Regions from separate parts of the Lactuca sativa genome. Here region 1 is linked to region 2. The links are chromatin contacts, called in public Hi-C maps. All regions are on one chromosome and are shown on one strand. Each heading gives the region's core, a stretch centred on a gene start, on an enhancer-like site or on the middle of the called end of the contact. The rest is flanking DNA. Distances are from core to core; before and after follow the strand shown.

What was found. A called contact is a pair of places that touch in the nucleus more often than the background predicts.
Region 1: a contact with region 2 is called in a Hi-C map of leaf, with 4 times the contacts expected there. The contact joins the promoter of LOC111890729 here to the promoter of LOC111890724 in region 2. A contact is called at or near these places in 3 of 4 Hi-C or Micro-C datasets (leaf and seed).

What each region holds. Positions count from the first base shown.
Region 1 is chr5:308,542,022-308,547,856 of Lsat_Salinas_v11, reverse strand. It overlaps LOC111890729 (serine/arginine-rich splicing factor SR30), which reads right to left and starts at 4,274. Exons shown (of 13, transcript XR_006183251.2): 1 at 4,148-4,274; 2 at 3,463-3,572; 3 at 3,306-3,371; 4 at 3,136-3,210; 5 at 2,939-3,038; 6 at 2,805-2,851; 7 at 2,662-2,719; 8 at 2,535-2,584; 9 at 2,401-2,457; 10 at 2,119-2,273; 11 at 1,494-1,818; 12 at 1,242-1,304; 13 at 922-1,152.
Region 2 is chr5:308,401,165-308,407,285 of Lsat_Salinas_v11, reverse strand. LOC111890724 (serine/threonine-protein phosphatase PP1 isozyme 9) reads right to left here and starts at 4,175. Exons shown (of 4, transcript XM_023886806.3): 1 at 3,744-4,175; 2 at 2,602-3,161; 3 at 2,333-2,527; 4 at 1,980-2,247. The coding sequence starts at 3,939. The coding sequence ends at 2,224.

The DNA.
Region 1 (5,835 bases), core at 3,025-5,524, 140 kb before region 2:
ACAACTCTATAAGAGATTACAATAAAATCTATCAATCTTTTCAAATTGTTTATTAAAATTAAGGTGATCAAAATTTTAAATCATTATTGATGTATGATATTATATTATATTTTAATTTTCAATAAAACAATAAATATTACACTAGAAAACAAAATTTAGCTTTTTCTTTAAAAAAAAATTACGAATGGTTAATTGAATCTGTGGTTCACTTAATTTAAAAAGATTTATGTTAAGATAAATTTGGTTAATCCTAGTAAGCATTTTTTTAAGATTTAAGTGAAAAATTAAACCAATGCTGAAATAAGTCATTAATTTGGCAGGTCAAACCTGCAAAATTGATGTTTGCCCTATAAAATCGCCAAAGTTTTGAAGAAAAATAATTATAAACGGATGCCTACTTTTAGCCACCTTGACCTTGTTGATACGTTTATAAAAAATCAATCTATAATTGACTATTTATAAATAGTTTTTTTCACCTTGTTGATACGTTTATAAAAAATCAATCTATAATTGACTATTTATAAATAGTTTTTTGAAAAACAATGTAATTTCAACCAATAAAAATACTTTAAAAACTAAATAGAATGTTTATATGGTAAAATGAGGTCTTTTTAACTAAACTTATAGTTGCAAAAATCCAGAAAGACATTGTTTTCTTAAAAATGTGCATCATTTTCACACAGGAATGTTGAAAAACCATTTTCAAAGCAAAAGAGTAATTTTGTAGAGTTGATCTACATAAGTACACAAGAAAACATTAAAAGAAAACTCATAGTAAAACTAAATACTGGTAATTTCAAATGTATGATCTTATGACAGTAAAATTCACTTGTGAAAATCAAGAAAACATTTTTTTTTTGAAGTTTTCTTTTTGTGGTAGGAATTAAATGATATTTTAATTTTATATTATTTCCATTCAACTCCGATTAAATCCGATCTTGATTGCCTTATCAGGTTTCATGATACACAAGATGCTTTTAGTAACATAGTAGATTGTCATGATACAAAACACGTCACACAAAGCAAGCCACATAAAGTTTAATTACGTTTACATCTTTTAATTTTGCTACTAAAAACACAAAATAACGCCACATCATCATTTCATCTTCAAGCATCTTCTCCTGCACCTTTTGACTTCTAATCAGATCTCACCTGCCATAATTCAATAATTGTATTGAGTACACCCTTCATCAATTTTATTTTATTCTTTTTAGAAAAAATATATATATATATAAATATACCGATGGTGAACGAGAACCAGATCTGCTTCGACTTGGGCTCCTATCTCCACCATGGCGATGAGTCTGCTCAAATAATTAGATCCACCATCAAAACAGAGATTCTATTTGTAACAACACATAAATAGCAACGTACTTTCAATTGTAGCATTGTCCTTTTAAGTATTTTACTACTTTTCTTAAGTACAATGTTTTAATAATGAGAAATCAAAATGGAAGTATGTTGCTATTTCTTGCATTTAAACCAAAACTTACAGATGATGGTGTAGGCGATCTTGATGGAGATCTGCAAAAATTTCCATAAAAGATAAAAGAAAAAAAAAACAAAAAAACCAATTCATTAGCCACAAAATCCAGAATCCCAAAACATTCAACAACAATATTTTCCATATGGTCTTCGATTGTATAACACAAAGTTCACCACCTTTCACCATATCATCAAAACTAATTCCCCTATGCTATAAATATTCATATCCACCCACTTCTTATCCAGTCTTAACCACAGTTAATTACCTTTTTCTTATCAAGTTTGCGCCCAAAATCCCATCAAGAATCCACAAGAACGCCGTGGAATCCACATCTAAAAAATTAAAAACAAGATAACCCTTCACAATCATGGCATCCAAAACCAAGGGCACCCTTTTAAAATCCTTCCAACAATCAAACCCCACATCCACCTTTTCGATAGCGACTATTTGTAACTAATATGATAGGGAAAGTTTTGGTAAATAAAGTGGTAGGTAGCCATTTAGCAACTATATGGTGAAATTATTAATTATGAAATGAAGACGACAAAAAGAAAGTGGATCATAAGTTAAAACTAAAAAGGGAAAGTCTTGAATAAAAGAGCAAAAACATTGTTCTTAAAGTAGGTAGGTACCTTGAAGCAGATTTAGATCGATAAGAAACAGATCTAGATCGAGACCTGCTTCTGCTGTCAGAGCTGTAGCTGTGAGTTGGACTTCTGCTTCTTGAATAATATGGACTTGGGGTTCGGCTCCTAGACTCGTTGTGTCTTCTATCATACTCCTCCACCTGTTGTCAATAAACCAAACCACCAATTTATTGATCAAGTCCTAACTTTTCTTAAATGTTTTTTAAACAACATTTATCCAGACAACACTTGATTAAAAAAAAAAATAAGAACACATCATATTCATACCCGTATGTAGGCCTTGGAGAAGTGGTTCCGAAAAAGTGAGTCATCAAGTTTCCTTACCTAAAACAAACAATAACACCTATTAAAAGAGCTGCATGGCATTATAAGTTTAAAACATCTATATAGAGAAAACAAACCGCATATTTCATATCATCATAGTTTGTATAGTCCACAATCCCCCTCATTCCTGCAAAAAACTATAATCAGCCTCATTTGTAATTTGAAGGATCATATACAAATAATAACTACAACTTACTTACTTACCATCACGATCACGGAAAACTTGAGAGAAACAAACATCACCAGCTCTACGCATGTGATCCTAAAATGACATTTTTTTTAAATCCAATTAGGATTTGAAAACACATAAACAAAACTATCTGATCTAAAATGTCAACAAAACCAACCTTCAGATCTTGCCATGAAGCAGAAGATGGTAATCCAGTCACATAAACTGCAAATCATTAGGAAAATATTTGAAATGTTTTTGATAGATTAATCATTATTAGAAGAAGCAGACAAAGCAGGGGAATAAACAAACCACGATAGTCAGTGCGCCTTGATACTCCCCCATGGCTACCACCTCCACTTCTGTGGCGATCTATGGAAGATGAAGATCTCCCACCATGTGCAAGTTCAACCTTCAGTGCAAGTAAACACAAAAGAAACCAATCAAAAACATGATTGAAAGTATGAAACTAAGTTGTTGATGAATTAAGAATGGTCTCGTTGACTAACTCGTAAGCGTTGACCATCAAACTTATAGCCATCACGTCCACGGATCGCATCTTCAGCATCACGCGGATCTTCAAACTGAAATGAAATAAAAAAGGCGTAATGTTATGAAAAGAAATGGTTGAAAAAAATCCTTTTAAGAAGAATGAGAGAGAATCGGATATGTAGTTTACCTCTACAAAGGCAAAAACAGGGGGTCTAGGAGGAATTTTCAGGTCGATTTCAACAATGGGTCCATACTGTATGAAAAAATACAAAATCGATGTAAAAAATTGGAGATATCTTGGTTTCAAAGTAAATAATGAATTACAAAGAGAGATCAGAGAGAACCTTGTAAAACAGATCTTCAATTTCTCTTTCGCGAATATCACCAGGAAGATTACCCACATAGAGTGTACGACTTGAGCGACCCATGTTTTTTAGCAAAAAAATGTGATGATCTGATACAATAACAACTTGATTTTAGATAATTTGAAAGATTAATATTATCGAATATAGGAGGAAATCACTATGAGTTATATCACCAATAATATGTCGTTAAGTACAGATACTTGTCAAGTTTTAAAAGAACTAATTTAAATTCTGGTCTGGACAGTTTACATCATTCAACCACAGAATTCAAAGTGAATCCTTACAAAGTAGCCAAACATTACAGTTCTGTAGAAGTTAATTCAACATATTAATGAACCTAGAAAGGATGCTCGAGGTTAAAAACCCAAATATAATATTCTACAAAATAATAAAAACTACTATATTCAAAAAATTTATGATAATAATAAAATTTAGTTCTAAAGGCCATAGGAATCAACAACCTAACAAAATCGTAATATGCATGATCCTAAGAGGAAAGCAATCGAACAAGCAAAACCCTAACAGCGATTTACCGTATTTTCAAAGTCTATTAACGGAGTAATCCATATAAATATGTAAGGAAATCAAAGACGCAGAGTATTTGATCTAAAAAGGTATTTAGGCCGAAATCGATCGACTGCGCTACTATTGCAAAAGGAAATACCTTCTGTCTTCTGAAATCTAGGAGTGGCAGATAAACAACACGTACTTGTGGAAGGTTCGGGTTCCTTTAAGTAGTGGACAACAAGACAACCTTGAAAAAGTTGATATAAATACACAAACGGGAAAATATTGTTTTAAAAAATTGTAAATTACACGAATGGTCCATATGGTTATGGTTTCGGGTAATTTATGCGTTTGGTTTAATTTAATTTTTTAACCCGGAAGGTCTTTATTATTTGTTTTTGTTGCGTGTTTGGTCCCTGTCTAATATAAAAAGACTATTATGCCCTTATTAATTTCTTTTCTAATTGATTTTATTATTTATGTATTTATTTTAATTTATTATTGTATATTTATGATTAAACTACCACCATTTATGTCACCATTGGATTAAACTCAACTACCACCACTAAAATAACTAACAACAAACAATCACCACCTCCTCCTCATTCCCTACTAAAACAACCGCCATCCACCACCAATCACCGACAACCATGGTTAGATTCCTGAAAACAAATCCAAAATCAAGAATAAACCTCATGAATCAAAACAAAATACAAATCGGATAATCAAAATCAAGAACAATCATAAAACATATTTCCAAAAAATCATGGTGGTGGCTTCGATGAAATGAAGAGAGGGGAGAAGTTAGAACCATAGGAAGGGAGAAGAGGGAACTATATCGTAGTTTACATCTGATGGTGACAGCGGGGAAACCAGATTGGAATTTGAATCTGGTGGTAGCCGACGATTTCGTACGCCCCTTGTTGCCTTCAATATATTCTCATTTGATAAAAGCTTTGAACCAACCTCGCTGGTGTTTAAAAGCTTCCAACTAACCTCGTCGACTTTTGAAAGCTTCGAACCCATCTCACCGTCGTGTAAAAGCTTTGAATTTGTCAGCAATGTGTAAAAACTTTGAATCCGACTTTTCTGAGTGGGATACGACGATGATAGATTCAGGAGTTCAAGAGTTCAATCTTTTCGGAAGTGGTGTTGTTGTGTTTTCCGATTTCTAACAACGGAAACGATGGATTTCGGTAAAGCCTGCAACATGGAAATGAAATTGGGCATCACCATCATTTACAAATCGGTAATTTATCACACAATTATGCATGATTTCTCCATCATAACTTGGTAGGCAAAAGCCCTACTATAGAGCATGATTTTGGTTTATACCATGGTACACGATGATGATTGGCAGATGAAATGGTTTTGGGAGGTTCTTGATTTTGAAGCTATTCAAGATAAAGGTTGAAGATGAAGGTGAGTGGTGGGACCCATTTTATTATTAAATATTTATTTAATAAATAAGTAAACAATAACCAATAAAATTCAAAAAAAAAAATAGTAAGAGTGGGTAATATTTTATTCCTTATTTATTTTTATGTTAATCTTGCTAGTTAGGTTTTCCTTTTAAGTTGTTAGTTTCGTCTAGGTTATTCCCTCACTACCCTTTTCCCTCATATTCGTTTCTGATGCCTATCTTTTCCTTACTCGAGGACGAGTAAGGTCTAAGCTTAGGAAGGTTTGTTAGATGCATTTTATATGCATCTTTTAGCATGTTATTCTCGATATTTTTCTATGAAAAGCTATCTCCCTAATGTTATTATAAAATTCATGTTTCTCCTTATATTTGTAAAATACCCATACTACTCACTTTTGTTATGATTTTCAGGGTAAATTGGA
Region 2 (6,121 bases), core at 2,926-5,425:
TATGTTGGTCATTTTTAAACATGTTAGGATTATCACATGGGTATCAAAAGAAATTTTAAGCATTGTTCATATATGAATTAGTTGGAGCGGAGACACTACAAAAACATCTTAAATAGCTATGGAAAAATTATATAGCTAGATACTGAATTCCATAGCTAAGTCTGAATAGCTACGTTAACATAAAAATTAAAAATAAATTCCGAACGTAGATCCTTGTATCATTTTTTTATTCACAATTATATTTTCATAGTTAATTTGAGACGATTGTTACTACGACATCTATTATGTAAAAAAATAACAGTTATAATAAAATGACTATAGAAATAGAGAATTTGTGGCAAAATGGCTTTGCCACATTCAATAGCAAAATCGAGACAAACATAATCCGTATCAAATTTGGTATGTTGTGTGCCAAATTTTTTAAAAATTAGTACAATATATTTGTAACAGTTTCGAAATTAGTCTTTTTTTTTTTAAAAAATCATGTAGGTTTTTATTATAAAATCCAAATGTGCGATATATGGAAATTCTATAAATATAATATAAAAGTGATATAAATTCTATTACGCCGTTTATTAAATGTAGGTCTTTAGACCATTATGAAGTCTACCCAATGTACCGGTCCCCGGGGGGGGGGGGGAGGGGGGGGGGGGGGGGGGGGGGGGGGAAATAAAAATTATAGAGTAATAAAAATGATAAATAAGAGAGTACATGTTTGTGATCTTTGAATTGTATAATATTTGTTTGCTTGTCGAGTTCTTGGATGATATTTTTATGATAGGTGATCTGCTATTCAGAAGGTAGAAACTTCAACAAACAAATTCGAGAGTAAGCACATTTCACAAATTTTCATTCTATTTATTTCATAGGACCAGCGATCTTTATATAGGCAAATAAATTACAAACAGAAAACAACATACTAACTATTGTTAGTCAATTACATATATTAGACATGCCTAATTTTACATTATTGTTATATAGGACATGTGTTTGATTCTACTATTCATCATGCACAATACACACATAATATTGCATATTTGATACTTACTATTACACATTGGACATAAAACGATATCTTAAAATTATTACATTTTTGACAAGTAATAATAATTGTATCGTGATTGGATATCATAAGAATCCAATGATTCATGTATCTTATTCCATACACTAAAGAGTCATAACATATACATGATAATATAACAATTTCTTAAAATAAACGCCAAGGAAAATCAATAAAGATAAGGAAACAAGTCTTGAAAATAAAGAAGATACGATTTCCTTTTTGCAGCTAATTGTCACCAACCATCAAGTTTAAGGTTTCATGCACAAAGATCGGAGGAACATTCCTCTGATAATTCTACTATGAATAACAATGTTGAAGGGTCTAATTGTCTAAACGCTTCCATTAGAATTAAATAGGATAAATTTGAGAACATTGCGTTTCGACCATTATATCTTTATTAGTTATGGATATATTCACTTTTTTGACATTTTGGCTGGATTAGAATTTAGAGATACATGACATTTTAATTTAGTTAGCTTGTCATTTTGCACTTTTTTGTTGTCCCACCACAAGACTTTTGTGAAAAAATTGTTGACTCTAAGCATTTTCCCATAAATTTAAGATCGTACTTCTTTCAATATATACTTATATCATCCTTGAAATGCAAGATTTTACAAGGAAAACAAAAAAAGCCCTAAGAATCCTTTTATCCAAATAGATTTTTTGAAGTGCATAATAAAAAAGGGTAAATGCCATGGTAACATAACATATCAACATACATGTTCTTTGGTTCTTTTCTCGAAACCACTTAGAGAAACCATGAACACCATTTTCATCTTCCATTTCAATGGTGGGATCAAAATCAAAGGTTAAAGCTCCAAATTACCAACACAAGAACATCCTTCACACACTTTCAAAAGTAAAAAGAAAAAAGAAAAACACATTTTACAATCAATATACAACAACACGAAAACCGTTGAAGGCAGATGACTGATTCTCAATCTATATTTCCAACAATAACAACCAACCAACTGGAAAAAGGGTGTGTTTTAATTTGCATCCAACTACAGTAAGTTTCTGTGCATTCATTAAGTATATTACCCTCCCTAAATCACCTCATCTTACAGATGTCATCCATTTCATACTTCATACATCTCTACACTTCAACCTTCATCATTATGAATTATGATTTTTCTTATCCCCTCACCACTTTTCCTCCCTCATGCTGTTCCTGTTTTTGGTGGCTATTCAAACAAACATTTATAGAAAATACTCAAGAGTTTGAGAAAAAGTTGAAAATCTTATTCAAAAACTTAACTAAAATTTTACCTTTTTAAGAGGCAACTTAGAAGTTCCTGGCTTTTTTGAATAATCAAGAGGCTTCAATATCTCAAAAGAACACACTAAGGATTTGTCAACACTCAATAAAGCTCCTGCATTGTCAAACTCTCCCCCATAATTTGGAGCTGAAAATATTGTCACAAGTCTTCTTTTAGCAAAAAACTCATACCCATCTTCTACAACCTGCAAAAAACATTCATAATATGGTTCATATGATTCATATACAATGTTTCCATAAACAAACAAAGTTTTATTACCTGATGACCTCTACAAATAAGGTCAAGATCATTTTTGGCAAGAAATTCAACAACTTTATCAGCTCCAAAAGTACATGAAACACCACGATCACTATCAGACCAACCTTCAATGTTGGGATCAGGATCTGACCACAATAAATCACATAAAAGCCCATTATCTGGGATTTCAGTTGGCCTTTCAATTTCCCTTATTTGTCTTAAATTCTCAAGCTCTGGGGAAAGACCACCATGCATGCAAAGGATCTTTTCATCAACTAATGCAGCAACTGGCAAACAGTTGAAGCAATCTGTAAATATCTTCCATAAACGGACATTGAATCTCCTTTTACATTCGTCATAAAACCCATAAATGCGGTTGATTTTGGCATCTTCATGGTTTCCTCTTAAGAGGAACACTTTATCTGGATATCTTATCTTGTATGCAAGAAGCAGACATATGGTCTCCAAACTTTGTTTGCCTCTGTCAACATAATCACCAAGAAAGAGGTAGTTTTCAATTGGAGGGTAGCCACCATACTCAAAAAGCCTCAATAGGTCTTGATATTGTCCATGTATATCACCTATCATTAACAAAGATTGAAGAACATGAGCTACATTAGGAAATAATATAAGAGTATATAAGTAGTTTTAGTAGTATATGTATATAGTCAGTTTTGTATTGTTACAGCTAGTATCAAATTGATTATTTAGCCCTTGAAGAATCCAATAATCATAAGTATTACTCAGATTGTAGAAATTGTTATCCCAATAATCACATAATCACTTGCGGAAGGCATACTCCAAACACCCTCTTAGGATTACAACCACTCAAATCAATTAAATTCTAAGGGATAAATGTAGAGATCATCAATGGGGTGAGAAAATGAACAAACACAAAACCCCCAAACCAAATAGTTCAAAGAAAGGCACCGATTCACCATGATAATCATCATTAAAACTAAACCCGCCCCAAATCAGATCAAATACAAAGAAACCCTTTAGTAATTCGATCATTAGGGCACCCCAATAGAACTCAAAATTACATAGAACATGGGCAGAAATCCATCATACCCATCTGCAATTGAGCGTCATAATTACGAGATTCCAAAAAAAAAGTATACAAAAAAATACAAGGATCACAAAAACTAGTCCTCGAATCTTACCGCAGATCCTGATTGGCGCATGGAGCTGCAGGAGATTAGGTTGAGAAAGAAAAATTTGCCTGGCGTTGACGCACAGCTGACGGATCTCAGCCTCCGATAGCTGGACCTGTTTCCCTCCTCTACCATCCAACAACCTCCTAATTATATCATCCAATACACCCTTCTCCATCATCCCGTCCATCACGATCATACTCATTTTATCTTCCTACCTACCTATTAACACGAGAAGAAAAATCCTCCTAAGAAAGGGTTAATCGAGAAAGATTTACATAGATAAAGAGAAAGGGATCGAGTAATTGAATTTAGAAGAGAGATGAGGGATGAAAGAGGTGGGGTGGGGGTTGAATGAGATTTGGTGTGGTGGGTATTTCTCAAAGAAGAGAAAGAACATGTCTTTGGGCATGTCGTTATCCTGCAGCTCTTGAACACTTTTTCAATTCTTTCCGTCTGTGAGTAATCAATGTATACGTATTTTCTTCGTACTCTATACGTCTCTTTGGTTTGATACGGTCTAAGGTTATCCATACCATAACCGGCTCAAGTCTTCCCGTTTTAATATCACTATATTTATATAACACAAAGTAGAATATATATATATATATATATATATATATATATATATATATATATATATATATATATATATATATATATATATATATATATATATATATATATATTATCATTTTATTAATTAATTAAATAATCATATTGTCTTGCAAAATACTTATATATGTAATCATTATTGTTAGGTGGACAATATGATACTTCTAGTTGTAAACTTACCAACGGTTGGCACATAGACAAAGTAAAGATAGTTTGGTGGAATAGTTGATGTTTTGTCTTGAAATAAGTTGATTTTGTCTAGTAAATGTATTAGAACTAATTTCTTTTATACAATATAGAGTATAAGAAAACACTATTTCTTTTATTATTTATGGATTATGCTTCTACTTTTTAAGTGATCAAACTCTAAGTGTAAATTAATTTCACCCATAAATCAAATCTCAAATTAAACTCTAACGCCTTGTTTCCGAGTTCAACTTAAAGAGAGAAATGGGAGGATACTGAGGGAAAGTGAAGGTGTCGAAGGAAAATCGTGTTCCCGAGTTTCATTAATGGAAGGAAAGTGAGGGGAGGGGAAGGATTTTGGAGTCATATTTTCCTTTTAAATTTTCCTCCCAAATTGGGCGGATTTGGGAAGAAAGTGAGGGGAAGGAAAATTTTAAGTTTTAATTTCTTTTTCCTCCTAACTCAGGAACACAAAAACTTAAAATTTTCCTTTCATTTCCTTCGAACTCGGGAACACGGAATAATAAATATTTTCCTTCACTTCCCTTTCTTTCTGTCAAAATTTTCATTCCCTTTCCTTTAATGAATTTAAAAAAAAACTCGGGAACAAGGCGTAAGCTCAAACATCAAGATCATAAGAATGATACTTCAAGTTTTAAACTTAGCTTTCTGAAAATCTATTTTGTACAATCCAAAGTCGTATGTTTACATATGCATTGTTAATTTGTACATTAACTCCTTTAAACATTTATCTCTAACACATATAAGCCAATCCCACATTAAATCTTAACTTTCATTTCCAAAGTTGATTGCCATAGTAGGAAGTTGACTATAAACTTAACATTTATGATTTATTTTCCAAACATTTGTACAAATTTCATTAAAATGATGAACCATTTCTAAAAAGCTAGTTTTAATCGGTTTGTGTTTATAATTCATATTACGTTTTGGCACACTTCTTCATATGCCATAAATATATATTGTCTTATAAATTTCTTACCAATCATGAAAATTTAACATTTTCATCATACCATCCTCATTAAATCATAATCCAATATTTGACATAGTTTTTAATGCTAGAATACTTCAAGATTTTCCCATAAATTTGTTGGATGATGCTTATTTTACAATATTTCTCAATATTATTCTATATTTAGGTTATACTTTTTATAAATGTAAAAATATATTTTATCATATCAAAAAATATTAAAAATTTTACGAACAAATCATAATCAACGTGCATTATTATGTTAATATTAAACACAAGTTTCCTTTTTACAACAGGAACAATTTTTTAAGAAAGAAAATGATATACCTTAAGATTGTGTGGAGAACCGAAAAAAAATAAAAAAAATAAAAATAATAATAAAAAAATAAACTTTTCACATTTCATTGATATGAACAAAACTTACAAAAAAATGGAATAATCTTCTAGGTTAATCATATTCTACTCTTTTTATAGAGTTTACGAAAACCCTAACATCTAAGATTGAAATCCTAAAGATGACGGTAACAAAAACAAGAGAGAATATGAAAAATATTTAACTCTCTCAAATGAAGAAAATGATAACACTTCGTATCGTATG